Regions from separate parts of the Oryctolagus cuniculus genome. Here region 2 is linked to region 1. The links are chromatin contacts, called in public Hi-C maps. All regions are on one chromosome and are shown on one strand. The core of a region is the stretch at or near the end of the contact, and the rest is flanking DNA. Distances in the headings are between cores, read along the strand shown.

What was found. A called contact is a pair of places that touch in the nucleus more often than the background predicts.
Region 2: a contact with region 1 is called in a Hi-C map of psoas muscle, with 3 times the contacts expected there. The contact joins the enhancer-like site here to the promoter of C5H6orf62 in region 1. A contact is called at or near these places in 2 of 6 Hi-C or Micro-C datasets (psoas muscle and an unstated tissue).

The regions. Positions count from the first base shown.
Region 1 is chr5:152,072,721-152,077,862 of mOryCun1.1, forward strand. It overlaps C5H6orf62 (chromosome 5 C6orf62 homolog), which reads right to left and starts at 1,718. Exons shown (of 5, transcript XM_051855012.2): 1 at 1,510-1,718. The coding sequence starts at 1,551. LOC138849707 (a long non-coding RNA gene) reads left to right here and starts at 3,021. Exons shown (of 3, transcript XR_011388783.1): 1 at 3,021-3,481.
Region 2 is chr5:152,107,569-152,112,659 of mOryCun1.1, forward strand. No RefSeq gene overlaps it. Among named protein-coding and RNA genes, the nearest start is that of GMNN, 27 kb to the right of the region's middle. Within about 2 kb of position 1,578, at least 1 of the 8 cell types and tissues checked has an H3K27ac peak or open chromatin away from gene starts, as enhancers often do.

The DNA of each region.
Region 1 (5,142 bases), core at 468-2,967:
CAGTACTTAAGGACCTTCAATACAGTCACATTCAACTACTGTGCTCACGTCAAAAAATTATCCGTAAAGGTATAAAAGCATACAAAGCAAACTTTTATCAACCACTCTTTAACCTAATATCAGTAATTACTTAAGAGTAACAACTTAATATACACTTACAAAACCACTTGTGCTAATTCACATTAAGAACTTTAAATTACCTTCTCCTTGAATACAAAGGCAATATACATCTTGAAGTCAAACTGGTCAGCTAGAGATTCTTTTTTCTTTCTAAGCTGAGCACGTAGTCTGTTCAGAGCTTGTTTCTTCCGGGAGTTTGGGTCCCCCATTTTGAAATACAGGTGGTACTAAAGCCTTTGGAAATTGTCACTAAACTATGGGCACTTTTTCTTAAGACTCAAGTACAACAGAAACAAGTCATTTTTTTTTCCTGCTAATATAATAGCTAAAATCACAACTGTATCCCCAAAACTGCACCTTCTGGCAATATTAGCAGACTGTCATATTACAGGGTCAAGAAACAAAAGCCGCTGTCCAGTCATGTCTGGACAGTAACGTTTGGAATCAGGTGGGGAAAAGGAAGAGGAGGAAGGAAAGAAAAGGAGAAAATACTTGAACTAACTTCCTGGAAAACACATTTGGCTCAAATGCCAAAATAAAGGCTTTGGGGGGGAATGAAAAGCCTAGTATCAGGATTTAGGTGTGTGATAAAACCACACCAGTCCAATCCTCAAAATCCATCCGTATCCCCCCCTTTAAGAAAAGGGACTAAAGAAAAGGAACGGGGGGGGGGGGGGAATGTGATCCTTGCCTTCCAAACACAAAACGAAAACAAAAACAAAACACCAAAAAAAAAAAAAACAGGGTAGGGAATGAAACTGAAATATCCAATTGGATTTTACCCAGCCAGATCCATGGCTGTAGTACCTAATTAATTCTTAGTTATTTCAGATTTCACTATTGCTATGTATTGTCAGTGCTTGTTATTGATTACACTTGGTGGTGAGCAAAGAGAGAAGTGCAAAATCAGAGAAGGAAGGGCCGAGGTCCAGGGTTTCCCCGCAATCGACTACAGTGTATACCGGGGGCGGACAGCTGTTGCCCGAGGGAGCCATGAGAAGAAACAGCGGAGTCACGACCCACTTCCCCAACACCCACGTCTCCACCCTCAGGCGGCTGCTAGCGCTGCTGCCAAGGAGAATCATGATGGCAGAGGGAGAGGGGGGTACGTGATACGGGGTGAAGTTATTCCGGCGGTGGGCAGACCTAATTCACGCCCGGGATCCTGACGCCCCCAGCCCTGCGGTGAGCCCTACATTCCCCAGGGGAGCCTTCCCTGCGAGTGCGTCCCCGTGCGAGGTGGTGGGATGTGCGGTCTTATCTTGGCGTGAGCATTGCCGGGGCCAAGGTGGCGGGTTCGTCGCCCCAGCCCCAGGCGGCGCCCGGGGACCACCTGCTCCCACCGCCCAGGCCCCACCCCCGCCCCCGCCCTCAGCGGCAGCGACTCACTCGCACCACGGGAGACACAGGATCCCTCGGGTTCGCACTCATTTCATCGTGGAAACAACTCCCGCCCGGGTAGGAGGCGGGAGAGGGTAAATGGGGAGGACCAGTGGGAAGAAAAGAAAATAATCGTGTTAATAGCAATTACTTCTTAAAAGTAAGCCCGCCCGCCCTCCCACCCACCCCCAACAAAAAAAAAAAAAAAAAAAACTAAGTTCCCGGACTCCGGAGGAGCGCTCACGTCGAGCAGACCATGTTTCCCGAGTCTGCACGGCCGGGGGCGCTGGTCTGTCTCCCGAGGGCGGCGGGCCGGGCTCTCTCGGGCCTCTAGCCGCAGCCCGCGGGCGGAGCGGCGGCGGCGGCGGAGGCGGCGACGGCGGCGGCGCTGCTGGCGGCTCGGGCGGGAGCCATGTCAAGAGAACACCACCAGCCGACTGCGCCCCTCCATGCCCGCTGCAGAGCGCGCTAAGGCCTGGCCGCCCGCGCTGCTGCCGCCGCGTAGCCCCCGCCTGGGACCCATAGTCTGGCTCGGCGCCGGCAGCGGCGGAGGAGGAGGAGGAGGAGGAGGGAGGGACGGAGGCGACGGGACAGAGAAGGAGAACGAGGAGGAAAAGAGGGGGAGGTCGGCGCTGGCGGGGAGGGAGCGGCCCTGCGCTAAGCGGCCTGTCAGCCGAGGACGCCCCGGAATAAAGTTATTTCAGTTCAGGCATCTGCTCGCGAGTCTCTCCTCCCCCCAACAGGCGGGCTTCCGCTCTCTGGAAAGGAGGCCGAGGAGACCGGATGGGGGAAAGGCCGCAGAAAAGGCGAGCGTCCGCAGTGGCACAGCCTCGTGCCCCCACCGGCGGCTGCGGAAGCGGCGGCGGACTCGGGCGGCTCCCGGGTCCGGGGCAGAGTCGCGTTTGAGCGAAGCAGCGAGAACAAACAACTTAAAATGGCAGCGAGCGACGCTGCGTCACCCGCCCCTCACCGGCACCGCCCCGAGCCTTCTGCGGCTGCGCCTACCCCGGGACTGCACCATGTGTGCAGGAGTGTGGGGGGGAAGCGAGCCTGGAGGCGGAAAGCTCTGCAGGGCCACCAAGAAAAGAGGAAATCATATCAGAAGGAGAAGATATTATAAACACTTTTAAATTGTGAACTTTTGAATTTTTCCTTTCTACTTAGTATTCCAACCTCGAAAGTGAGTTTGACAATAGAGAATCCCCTTTTCTCCATCATGGACTTTCTGTGGGCGGGGAAAGGGGCTCCTTGCCTCTCTCTCCGCCCCCCTCCGTCAGGAGGTCCCCGTCTCCAGAAGGGGGGGGGGGCGCCTCTCCCACTGACGTCATAAAGACACGCCCCGCACCCGCCCTGGCAAAGCACCCGGATGCAGTCTCACCTCGTCCCGGATCTTCTCCATGTGGGCTCGGGCGGGGCGTGGAACGGAGCTAACGCCGCGCAGTGGCGGGGGGGATGGGCAGGGCCAGGGCGGGGCGAGGCGGGGAAAAGGAAAGTGTGTGGAGAAAGTTCCCTTTTCACTTGGTTGTTGGAGGTCGGCCCCCGGGCGTCTGCAGCCTCCGATGGCGTTGAGGCCACGGCCCCGCGCCACGTGCCCGGGCGGGGAAGGCTGTCCCGGGCTTTGCGGGGTTCGCGCTCTGCGAGCTGGGAGAGAAGCCGCAGGAGCTTCTCCCCACCGTCAGACATTCTCCACCAGGATCTCCCAGCAGCACGGATCTAACGTCCTTGGGGAGGAATCGCGTCGAGTGGGTTTTCGAGAGCGCTAACGTTCTGGTAAAAACGGAGTTGCACAAGTCATCAACAAAGGTCTCTTCTCCAAGTACAGCCCCGTGGCTCCTCTATTAGCAGCTCCGCGTTGAAAGGTAGAGGTCCACCGGGTCCCCAAGTTGCTGCCTTTCTGTTGGTGACAGCAAAATAGATGAGCTGCACGCACCCTTTTCACCCGTGAACCACAGTAGAGTGGTGGGAATCGTCCAAAACCAAGGTATTTCCAACCTAGAAACAGAGCTCGCATTTTGCTACGGTTCATTTGCACAATCACATAACAGTGGGAAACTCTCCTGGGTAAAACTGAAGATATGTAGTTTATGGCACTGGTTTAGGAAAAATAAAAAAAAAAAAAAAAGGTTAGGAGAGAGAAATAGTGTGAAGAGTCAGATGGTGTAATAGGCAGCCTGGAAATTGAGGGTGGGAAATGTCCCCCTCAAAAGTTACCCTTGGCAAGGTCAGAAGTGCCCCCTGCCCGCTCCTTGGGAGCTTCCAGATTTGCCATGAGAATAGCAAGGGAGTGGTCATTCCATCCTCCTGAGCTCCAAGTTACCTATCCGCCCTTCTGGATGGCTTGTTGTTTTATCTTGAGCAAGCCAGATAGCATAAAGGACTGTAACGCGTCAGGTCTTTTGATGTGTTTGTCCCTGCCTTGTAACTGAATGTCAATCAAAATTGTGCTTAAATATTCACTTCCGGGGACCACTTCGGGTTTTTTCCTCTCTTGGGAGCCCCCTCCACTCCGCTCTGACTGGAGGTCTTTGACTAATAAATCTTGCTTTTTAAAACTCTGCTCGTCCGCTTGGAAACAATTCTTCCACGGAAGACAAAGAACCTAGGCAATAATATCTTATCTGCCGCCGTTTTCCCGTAACATTAGCACTGGCCCTAATTTTCATGTGATCCTCATCATGGAAGAATCAAATAACAGCTTTTTTCTGAAATACAGTTCATGTACCATACTACTCACCTGCTTGAAAATCTGGTGGTTTTTAAGGTGGCCACAGAATTGTGCAGGCATCAGCTTATTTCAGGAAGAAAACCTGTACCATTTCCCCTTCCTCTCTCCAAGCCCTGGGCGGCCACCCATTTGAGTTCTGTCTGTAGATTTACCTTTCCTGAAATGTCATATAAATGGAAATCACTGAATATGTGGTATTTTGCGACTGGTTTCTTTACCTAGCATGTTTTCAAGTTTCATGTTGTAGCATGAATCAATAAATAATTCCTTTTTATGTTTAATTGTTAAATGGCTATTGCATATTTTGTTTATCCATCAGTTAATAGGTTGTTGTTTTTTAGCTGTTCTGCACATTTGTTTAAAATTTTGTATAGTTGTATTTTACTTTCTCTTTTAAAGATGTATTTGTTTATTTGAGAGGTAGAGGCACAGAGAGAAGAGACAAAGAGAGGGGTCTTCCATCCACTGGTTCACTCCCCAAATGTTCCGATCAGAGCTGGGCCCATCTGAACCCAGAAGCCAGGAGCTTCCTCCAGGTCTCCCACATGCATGTAGGGGCCCATGAACTTGGACCATCTTCTGCAGCTTTCCCAGGCACATTAGCAGGGAGCTGGATGAGAAGTGGAGCAGCCCAGACTTGAACTGGTGTCCATATGGGATGCTGAAACTGCAGGTGGAGGCTTAACCCGCTACTCCACAGTACCAGTCCCTACTTTTCTTTTTTTAAAAATTTATTAATTGAAGCCGGCGCTGTGGCTCACTAGGCTAATTCTCCACCTGCGGTGCCGGCACTCCGGGTTCTAGTCCCGGTTGGGATACCGGATTCTGTCCCGGTTGCTCCTCTTCCAGTCCAGCTCTCTGCTGTGGCCCGGGAAGGCAGTGGAGGATGGCCCAGGTGCTTGAGCCCTGCACTCGCA
Region 2 (5,091 bases), core at 328-2,827, 35 kb after region 1:
CCTAGGGAGAGGTTTCCACAGGAACTCTGCCCAGTGGAGCTCCCTCAAATCAGAGGACACTCTCTTTTAATGAGTGCAGAGGCTTAGGTGAACTTGATGTGGACATGGGTGTGTTCATTTTACTCCAGGCTCTTGTCTTACACAAAGGTAAGATAACTAAGTGCAGACATGTATAAGGTGCACAAAGTGCTAAAATGTATTCAATAGCAGACAAGGGAACACACACACATGCACGAGTGTGGGTTGCCCCGCATAAAGAAGTACCCCTTATGAGCAGAGGATTGCCTGAAGGGAGGAGGAGTGGGGGAGGAAAGAGAGAGAGGGAGAGGGGGAGAGGGGGAGAGGGGGAGGGGGAGAGTCTCTGTGCAGCACCTCCAGCCTTAGTCCGTGGTGAAAGAGAGCGAGAGATAGCTTCCTTCCAATGTCGGCCTCTTTTGTGAGGTAGGGGTTGGCGCCTCTACACGCTTGAAGCCACCTGGGAATTTTGTGGTCCCTGCATAAACTCCATGTGGAACTTAATCTCCATATTCTCATGGCGCTCCCTCCCTCAGGTCCCGGATGTAGCAGGTAGATCCGGGGAAAGGGGGCGTTTTGATGGACGTGTAGGACTGCGTATCATTGGGGTGCTTGCAGAGACGTTGAGCTTCTACAGACCTAAACCCGCCTCCTGGTTACATGGCATCCAGCTCACAAGAGCAGAGCCCTGCAACACTTGGTTGTTTGGCCCATTCCCGGAGGCCTGTGGGTCATCTCACTCTAGAAGTTCTGGGAGCCACAGTGACTGGGCAGCCATTCTGGGGCCAGCGTATCTCGCCTGTGTAATTCCACGTGGGTCTCTGTCCTGCTCTCTGCAGGAGCCTTCGCTTCCCCAGTGCCGACTTCCCCTCATTCTTAGCAGATGACCTGGCTCCCTCGCCCCTCAGCTGCAAGCCCACCCTTACCCAGCTTGCCCTTGGCCTTTCTTCTGCCGCATGGAAGCCTGAGTGGAGAGGGGGCAACAGTCTACGCGGGGGAGACCCTGAGGGCTGAACTTTCAAAGCAAAACTGATCCACTGGCCTGCTATTTTTTCTATTCAAGAAAAAATTTATTCACTTTATTTGAAAGGGAGGGAGAGAGAAAGAGATGAACAGAAAGAGAGCTCGCATCTGCCGACTCATTTCCCAAACGCCTGCGACAGCCTGATATGGGCTAGGCCACAACCAGAAGGAGAAAGCACATTCAGGTCCCCCCCCCCCCCCCAGGTGGCAGGGACCCAAGCACCTGCTGCCTCCAAGGGTGGGCATTCTCAGGAAGCCGGAATCAGGAGCAGAGCCAGGTTTTGAACTAAAGTACTCTGAAATGGGACGCAGGCATCCCAAGCGGTTTCCTAACTGCCAGGTCAAGTGTCTGCCCCAGTTGGTCTATTTTTACCCATTATCAAAATTAAACGGCAGTCCAAACCCTCTGTGGCAAAGTAAAAACAGTGAGTTACAAAACACTCTTAACTGAAGAGTCATTCGCTGGTCAAGACTACGCAACCGCAGCAGTTACTGTTGAGTTTTGGCAATGCACATGTCAGCCTGGAACTGGAACATTTCTATTATTCCAGCCTGGATAAACACTGTAGAATGCTACACGGAAGGAAACTCAGAGTATGCTGGCACACAGCTGGCCCAGAAGAAAACTCAGAGTACGCTGGCACACAGCTGGCCCAATCACGCCCAGCCTCACATACAGTTGGTCTAGAGTAGAAGGTTGTTTTTTTTTTTTAAAATTATTTATTTATTTATTTGGAAGTCAGAGTCACAGAGAGGCAGAAGCAGAGAGAGAGAGAGAGATGGCTGCAAAGACCAGAACTGTGCCTATTCGAAGCCCAAGGATTTGGGCCACCTTCTACTACTTTCCCAGGCCATAGCAGAGAGACGGATCAGAAGTGGAGCAGCCAGGACTCGAACCGGTGCCCATATGGAATGCCGGCGCTACAGACTGGGGCTTTAACCCACTGTGCCACAGCACCGGCCCCTAGAGTAGAAGTTTCTAGTGGAATCTTCCAAGTTCATCCTTGGTGAAATTCCTGTGTCTACTCCTTGAGGTACCGTAGCTCTGCTTTTAAACACCAGGTGTTAACTAGACAAAGATAGCAGGGTGGTTGTAAGGGTGTTACCTCAACCCTATCATTGTATGTGTGACGTCCTGGAATTTTTACTTGCATTTAGACTGAAGAACAGTGAGATAGGGCAAGCGTTTGACTGAGTAGTTAGGACGCCCATATTCCTCGTGGGAGTGCCTGGATTTGCATGCTGGCTCCACTTCAGATTCCAGCTTCCTGCTAATGCACATCCTGGGAGTTAGCAGATGATGACGCAAGTACTCGGGGAACCTAACATGCATGTGGGATACCCGGATTGACTTCCTGGCTTTGGTCCGACTCAGCTTGGGCTGTCACAGGCATTTGGAGACTAAACCAGTAGATGGAAGATATGTCTCTCTGTGTCTCTCTTTCAAATAAATGAAAAACTGTTTTAAAACCCCGTGAAACTGACAGGTGTGATATTTTATTTGGTAGGTACAAATTTTAGTTCATACTCAAGTATTTTACTGAATTTGAATAATTTTTTTTTATTCTTTATTTGAAACACAGAGTGACAGAGACAGGTGGAGAGCTGTAGAGACAGATCTCCTATCCAATGGTTCACTTCCTAAATGGCCTCAACAGCCAGGGTTGGGAAAGGCCAAAGCCAGGAGCCAGGAATTCCATCCTGGTCTCCAACATGTCCAACTTGGTGACAAGCATCCAGGCACTTGGGCTGTAGCGGGCAGGACCTGAGCCAGCACTCCAATGTGGGATGCCGGCATCACAAGTGGCAGCTTAGCTCTCTGTGCCACAGCGCTAGCCCCTGAATAAATTTTCTGACATCAACATTCCTTCTTTGTTCGTTGTTAAGTGCTTAACATTGAAGAATTCCTTAACAGGGCCCAGCATTGCTGTGCAGTGAGTTAAGGTGCCGGCGTCCTATATGAGCATTGGTTCAAGATCCAGCTGCTCCACTTCCAATCCAGCTTCCTGCTAATGTGCCTGGTAAGGCAATGGAAGATGGCCCAAGTGCTTGGGCCACTGCCACCCACACGGGAGACCCAGACAGAGTTCCAGGTTCTTGAATTTGGCCTGGCCCAGCCCCCGTCATTGCAGCCACTGGGGAGTGAACCAGTGGATAGAAGATTCTCCCTGTCTCTTCCTCTCTCTGCAACTCAGACTTTCAAATAAATACATTTTTAATGACTCAAGAGCATGTCTGCCTCAGTGGTGTGACTTATTTTCCCTGCATTGAACCTTTTACATGTAGTACACAAGTATTAACATACTACTCACTTCTTTTTTTTGCACTGTGATTTTTTTCCCCTTAAATCTAAGAAGCAGAGAGACAGAGATCTCTCATTTGCTCGTTCACTCCCCAGGTGCGCTCAGTGACCAGGGCTGGGTTTGGAACATGAAGCCATGAGGTGGAACTCAATCCAGGTCTCCCACTTGAGAGGCAGGGACCCAACTTCTTGAGCCATCACTGTTGCCTCCCAGGGTCCACACTAGCAGGAAGCTGGAATCAGGAGCCCAGACCAGGGATCAAAGCCAGGAACTCTGAAGTGGAAGACAGGCATCTTGACTGGTGCTTTAACCACTAGGCAAATGCCCATGCCTCTACTGGAATTTTTAATCTACATTTTTTTCTTTTACTCATATAGTTGTGTGTACAAGGTTCAATAACAGGAAAATGCTAATTTCTGTATTTACTTTATGTAACTTTATTATTCCTTTCATTTCATGATTACAGTTGTCTGTCAGCATGTGTGGGAGATCGGTTCCAGGACCCCCTGGATACCACAATCCAGGACGTCAAAGTCCCTTATATAACATGGTATAGTATTGGCATTTACCTATGCTCATCCTGCCATGAACCTTAGCTCATCTCTGGATGACTTTCAGTAACTAGTACAATGTGAATATTATGAATATTATTTAATTAGTTATCATACTGTATACACACATTTTATATATATATATAAATAAAATTTGTTTTAAAGGCAGAGAGAGGCAGAGGCAGAGAGATGGAGAGATCCTCCATCCGCTGGCTCACTCCCCAAATGGCCGCAATGACTGGAGCTATGCGAATCCAAAGCCAGGAGCCAGGACTTCTTCCAGGTCTCCCACATGGGTGCAGGGGTCCAAGGACTTGGGCCATCTTCCACTGCTTTCCCAGGCCATAGTAGAGAGCTGGATCAAAAGTGGAGCAGCTGGGACTCAAACCAACACCCCTAGGGGATCTGGCACGGCAGGTGGAGGCTTTACCCGCTACGCCACAGCGCCAGTTCCCCTGCTGTATTGTTTAGGGAATAATGAATGACCAGGAAAAAAGTCTGTGCATTCATGTTCAGTACAGATGCAATTTTAGTTTTCATATTTTCAATCCATGGCTGGTTGAATCCAAGGATCTGAAATCCACAGATATCGAGGGGCTGATTGCGTTTCTGAAAATAATTTTCACACACTGGGGTATGTGTTAAAAATAGTTCGCCTTGGGTGTCTAACAGGCTCACTGTTCTCTGGGTGTCCCTCTTCCAGACCACCTGTTTTCGCTCCCACGCTTGCTCCACAGCCTTATCTGCCTCTCCCTCACCACCTTCAACCTTTGCCCATCTCCCGCTCCTCCCCTACAGCCTTTACACACACTTGGGCAGTCTCCTATATGACCCGCCCTTTACTGCCAGGTTCCTGTAGTTTTCTGCACCTGCTGACTCACAGGTTCACCTGCTGCTGTGCCCTGGACCCCCTGCTGTGTGACCCCCCCCACCACCACTGGGTCTTCTCTTGACAAGTCCAGTGGCCTCTTCTCATTACAAAGGAATGAACTCCCGCCCTGCTGAGGTGCCCTGACTTCTGACAGGTGACCTCTGACACACTCACCTCGGAGCTGTGGCATCCCCCACTTTCTCTCACCTCCGCAGCGCTGTTCCCCAGCCTCCCTTCCTGTCTTTTCTCTGCCTGTCTTGTATCCTCAGAGTTCATCCCGAGCCCTAATAACAGTGTCCTTGAGTGGCCTCAGTCATCTCTAGTGAGG